2 separate regions of the Salmo salar genome follow, and region 1 is linked to region 2. Evidence: chromatin contacts called from public Hi-C data. All regions are on one chromosome and are shown on one strand. The core of a region is the stretch at or near the end of the contact, and the rest is flanking DNA. Distances in the headings are between cores, read along the strand shown. Region 1 overlaps setbp1 (SET binding protein 1). Region 2 holds the start of LOC123730406 (SET-binding protein).

Region 1 (2,700 bases), core at 10-2,509, 68 kb after region 2:
ATGTGTTTCACAGACTTGTCAGGTGTGGGGTTGTCAGCATTCTCAATCTGCAGTTAAACACACCAGCTAGCTATCATATCTTCAGTATTTCAGAAAATACCAGTGGGTCAGTATTTCATTGGGGACCTGTGTCTAATGTAAACTTGGGAAGCCTCTCCTCTCTCTGTGAGGGTCTTGTCAGCTCCAGCAGTTCTGCACGTGCCTTATGTTTGTTTCTTAAACCATCACATCTCATTTTGGGGGAATTCAAAATGGCGGAGAAGTTACTGCGATTGAAACCACGTACTTATGATTGTGCATTTACGACACGTGTGTCTTAGCAACTACAACGCGGGCACTACCTGTGTCCCTTTGCAGCCATACGTACAACAGGCCTGATTCCGTTTCACTTCCAAGCCCCTTGTGCTCACCCTTGCTCTTTGTAGTGAACAGATGTGAAAAGGCTCGGTTAAGCACTATGGGAACGAAAAATGGATCCATCACTTACACTATTACACACATCAGGTCCTTTCATAACTGAGCGCTGTGAGCAACAGAGGTGGTAAGAGCCAGGGAAAGGGGCCCTGAACTTAAATGGAACCAGGCCCCAGGCTGTGGACAGGCTGTGCCAGGGGAGTTGTATTGGGAACCATGCTGTCTTACGTAGTTGTTTGCTATGCATCAGGTCTGGCCTGGGCTGTCTGAGGAATCCACCCTTCCACAAAGACAAATAAGTGTCTTATTTACCCAATAAAACATGAAGTCATTTAACCAGAAGTGTGAATAATATCAGTAATAATGTGTAAAGCGTTGTGCAGAAAGTGACTATCATTTCATGTCAACTTTAGTGACTGCAGCTCCCTGCAGTGCTGCCTTAATCAGAAGTCAAGCTCCAGTACTGAAGTGTTTATATGTTGTAAATAGTGTCTGTTCTGTTGTGTTCTGTTGTGTTCTGTTGTGTTCTGCCTGCATGGATACAAACTGGGCTCAGTTACGTACGCTGGGATAGCCTAAACCTAAACCTATCTTAGACCACAGACCTATCTTAGACCACAGACATATCTTAGACCACAGACATATCTGACAGTCCCTATCCATCCATCAATTAGAATGTTTGTCAAACAATCATCGCAAGGTTGAGATGCCAGGGCCTGTGCCAGCCTATGATAGTGTCTCTCATTGCACTTCAGCTAAGACCAAGAACCCTCATTGGCTAGCAGCTAAACTCCCCTGAGCCAATGGGTGCCTAGTGCAGCAGTGTGTGCGTGTGTGTGGGACGTGCTCAGAGGGCATTACCAAAAATACACCTGTCCTTGTCAGTGTGTGTGTCAGCTCACACACTGCACAGAGACTGAGCCTGAACTGGATCTCATAACCAAATTACAGCTTTCACAGGAGGCCTGGATCTCTCTAAACCTTTTTAGGGTCTGAGTGTGGTCTAGATGTAGTCTAGGATTGGTCTAAGGAATCTAGATGTCGTCTAGGATTGGTCTAAGGAATCTAGATGTAGTCTAGGATTGGTCTAAGGAATCTAGATGTCGTCTAGGATTGGTCTAAGGAATCTAGATGTCGTCTAGGATTGGTCTAAGGAATCTAGATGTAGTCTAGGATTGGTCTAAGGAATCTAGATGTAGTCTAGGATTGGTCTAAGGAATCTAGATGTAGTCTAGGATTGGTCTAAGGAATCTAGATGTAGTCTAGGATTGATCTAAGGAATCTAGATGTGGTTTAAGGGGTCTATAGGCTTGGCAGCTCAATATTCCATGGTCGGTCTCTGATGTTTGAGTTAAAGCCACTAGGATCTGTCTGTTTCTCTCTCTACCAGCCGATGTTCCGGTGCCTTCTACAGCTGACTAGTATTGTCCCGATCCTCTGCTTTAACGCTACACGAGACCCACCGCGTGGTCCAGTACAGTCAAGTTGGGTTTTGCAGTCTTGTGTTATGTACTGGGTTCTGTATTCACTCTGGTCCAACTGTACGACTGGTATGACTCCAGGTAGAAGTTTACCCAACCCTAAATCCTAATCTTCATCATCAGGGGGACGAAGGAACATCTGGTTCTGGATCAGTGGTTAGGGAAGACCTCTACCTCTACACTGAGACCAGTCTGACCAGTCCAGTACAGCCACTGGAGCTGAATCATACTGCATGCGTCTCAAATCACAGCCTACATAGTGTAATACTACAGAACCTGTTGAAACGCAGTGCGCTGGTATGGAGTCATTTGAGAAGCAGCCAGTCTCTACTAATATGTGCAGTCGTTAACATATATGTTATGTTTCCAAGCTTTAATGTTGTTCAACGCTGAACATGCAGATGAAGCGTCGAGGAGGAAACCAATAAATGTACTTTGCAAGAGCACAAAGTGAGCTCTTAACTGTGTTGGCATATTTGAGTTTGTATACATAGTGTATTTGAACCTTTTTACTAGAGTGGGTTTTCCTTTATTTGCATGCTCCACTTGATTGTATGCATTAAGATTTTAGACAAGCGGAGAAGTTGACTTTCAGTTGCATTTGGAGCAAGACTTGTACATTGTTTGATATGTTTGTTTTTGTAATGGATTTTTAATTCATAAAGCATTTTTGTACATTGTATGAATATTAAAAATGGCAAATATTTGACATGTAGAAATAAGTAAATACTTAGATGCTCATGCATATGCATATATCCTTCTTAGTATGTATGTGTAAATGTACACATATTTTGTATTTGCCTTC
Region 2 (2,839 bases), core at 227-2,726:
GAAAGAAAATGTATGAAATGTATGCATTCACTACTGTAAGTCGCTCTGGATAAGAGTGTCTGCTAAATGACTAAAATGTAAATGTAAGAGGGCTTGGATGGAGAGTGTTGAGGGTAGGCTGCCACCGATAGCTACAGTGGTTGTGTGAATAATCTCTTTTGAGATCGGGTTATGTTGGGGGTAAACCTCATTATCTCTCAAATGGACTGGGGGCTGTTTTCGGCTCTTTTCACCCAAAACAGGCTCCTCTTTAGGCCTAGCTCCTGCTGGATGTGTGTTGGCTGCACTTGGCTGTGAGAAAGTGAAGGTTCCACTTGCTTGCGTCTCACATGTGCCGGACCCAGCTACGACAGAGTCAAGCTGAGGTTCGCCAGTGAGGACATCTGTGTCCCACTTCAAATCTGTCCGAATGACTACTTGTTAAGGCCTTGTTGTGAATGCACTGGGTGAGATAGGAGCTGATACAGATGCAGGCATTCTGGTTAGAGGACAAGGATAGGGCAGAGCGAGTTGGGGTTTCGGTTTAGAGAGTTGCAGCTCATTCTATCCTTTAAAATGATCCATGTGTGAGAACAATTTGAGCCTTTTCAACGGAGAGCTTTACAGCATCTCACTATGTCGAGATGTTAGGACACAAGTGCAAGTAGCTGTTGCTGTAACTTCTAACAATCACGAAAAGAGAAATGTCAATAATCCTCTCAACTAATGCAGCATAAATGTGTGTGTAGTGTGTTTATGGAAATGTCAGCACTGGTTGTTATGCTAATCTGACAGCACAAACACACACCAATATGCAAACACACTGTCCAGTTGCTATGCAGCGGATGCTAACCTACGTTCTATCTGAATCATTATTCAGCTCCTCCTAGAAGCACAGGATGCACATACTGTTGTTTATGCATGGAAAATAACACAAGACACACAATGCTGTTTAGATGTGAAATGGCTAGTTAGTTATTGGTGTGCGCTAATAGCTTTCAATCAGTGACATCACTCCGAGACATGGAAGTAACCTAGTCGTTTCCCTCGCTCTACAAGAGGTAACGCTGCTTCATGGGCGACTGTTGTCGATGTGTGCTCGGGTCGTTGGATTGAGCCTGGGTTGAGGCATGGAGAGGGACGTAAACAACACTTTTATATATGCACGATGAAATAAAACCAGTTTGATGTTGCTCCAATTCTGAAAGAGGAGGATGCCTTCATCATAATAATAATATGACTGGATTATTCAAGTGCTGTGACACTATTTGACATAACATCAGACATGGTAGTAGGATATCACATACGGAGTGTACATATGCCTACAGTGAAGGAAGGTTGGTGATTGACGGGAACTGACCAGTGATCACCTTTCCTGTTATGAAACAGGTTGAAACAAACGGGAATGTCCTGTGTGTAGATAGTAGGGCCTAGACTAGTCTACCACCCGCTACCAGGTGGAGGCGACACTGCGCTCTTCTCCTCTCTACCAAAGCGCAAGCTGCCTCTACAGTCCCGTCTCTCCGTGAGATCATTATCAACCGAACCTGACACACACGGAGCTAGAGCGAGCGAGCAAGCGAACAGAACACCCCCCCCCCAATTCCGACCCACCGGGAAGGGAAAACACCAGTCTTCTGATAACCAACACCTTCTCCCACTTTTACGCATCCAACCACGATCTCTCCAGTGACGTTACCGTTCAATGTGGGGTTGGAGGCTATTCGGATACAATCTGTGTTCTGCTGGTTTGTTTTCACTGCAGTAAAACGGTTTGCTCCGATCCTCCCCCGGAGTCAAGGATTGAGAGGGAAGCAGCGCTTAACTCGCCGACTGACCAGCCACGGACATGGCGATGGGATCTCTGCAGTGGCCCTGTAAATCTTGTGCTTAGTAAACCCGTAAGCAAGATTTTTTACGCGCTATATTTCACAGGAAAAGGACGTAGATTCAATCTCAACCTTGGATTTTTGTGAAAATTGATTTGATTATCAGATCGGCTATAATATTTTTTTGCCTTTTTTTCAGCGCACTGTTGACGCCATTTTCCTCAGGTTTTCTGTAAAAAAAAAAAAAACTTGTTCCATTTGACAGCTACCAAGGACGCTGTCAGTGCAGACGCCGGTTCTGTAAATGTGACCAAATGGATTTTAAATGATCTTGATAACATATTTACACGATAGTCTCGAGTGTTCGACAACATTGGACATGGGTAAGTAGTTGACCATAATTTCTTACTCACTTGCCTTATTGTAGTCTAAATGTGAGTTGAACATGATTTTATTAATTTATGATACTTTTTTTGCGGTTGGCAGTGGTTTAAAAAAAGAGAATGCAATATCTCAAAATAAACAGTTAATTTGTAGCGAGTTTTGATGTGTGTCTGTGTGTTGTGGAGCAGGTGGAAGACGTGGGCATAACCCACTGGCCTCGGCCTGGTCTTGAACCACTAACCCTTTGGCAAGTGCATTGCGTCCTGTGCCATTAAGGGTCCAGACCTCTGATGAGATGTTCTAGGAGTTGTAGTGTAAGGCTATTTATGGTCGAAGTGGTGGTGTGAAGGGTTATACACACATCCTGAAGGCAACTGTAGATTGATGAAATCACTGTAAAATACATGGCACACTTTGAGAGTGTATAAAATAACCCATTACACCAAGAGGTCCAAACCTTTTGAGAAGGTCTGATAGTGTTGTAGGCTAGCCTATAAGGACACTTTAGTCCTTGTATAGGCTGTTTGAAACCCTCCTGGCCTGTGTGAGAGAAAGCCAAAGCAAGCAGACCACTGCATCACCAGGTCTGTTTCACAAATGGCTATGATCTGATCTCAGGATGGAGTTACACTTTTGTACCTGGTATT

Evidence for each region. A called contact is a pair of places that touch in the nucleus more often than the background predicts.
Region 1: a Hi-C map of muscle shows a contact between it and region 2, with 7 times the contacts expected there. The contact joins the enhancer-like site here to the promoter of LOC123730406 in region 2. A contact is called at or near these places in 2 of 3 Hi-C or Micro-C datasets (gill and muscle).

Annotation. Positions count from the first base shown.
Region 1 is chrssa24:15,202,057-15,204,756 of Ssal_v3.1, forward strand. setbp1 (SET binding protein 1) reads left to right here. Exons shown (of 4, transcript XM_045706968.1): 4 at 1-2,700. Among protein-coding and RNA genes, the nearest start is that of setbp1, 28 kb to the left of the region's middle. Within about 2 kb of position 1,260, at least 1 of the 13 cell types and tissues checked has an H3K27ac peak or open chromatin away from gene starts, as enhancers often do. A contact at or near this core is called in muscle, where this site is marked.
Region 2 is chrssa24:15,134,102-15,136,940 of Ssal_v3.1, forward strand. LOC123730406 (SET-binding protein) reads left to right here and starts at 1,477. Exons shown (of 4, transcript XM_045706970.1): 1 at 1,477-1,880; 2 at 2,008-2,191.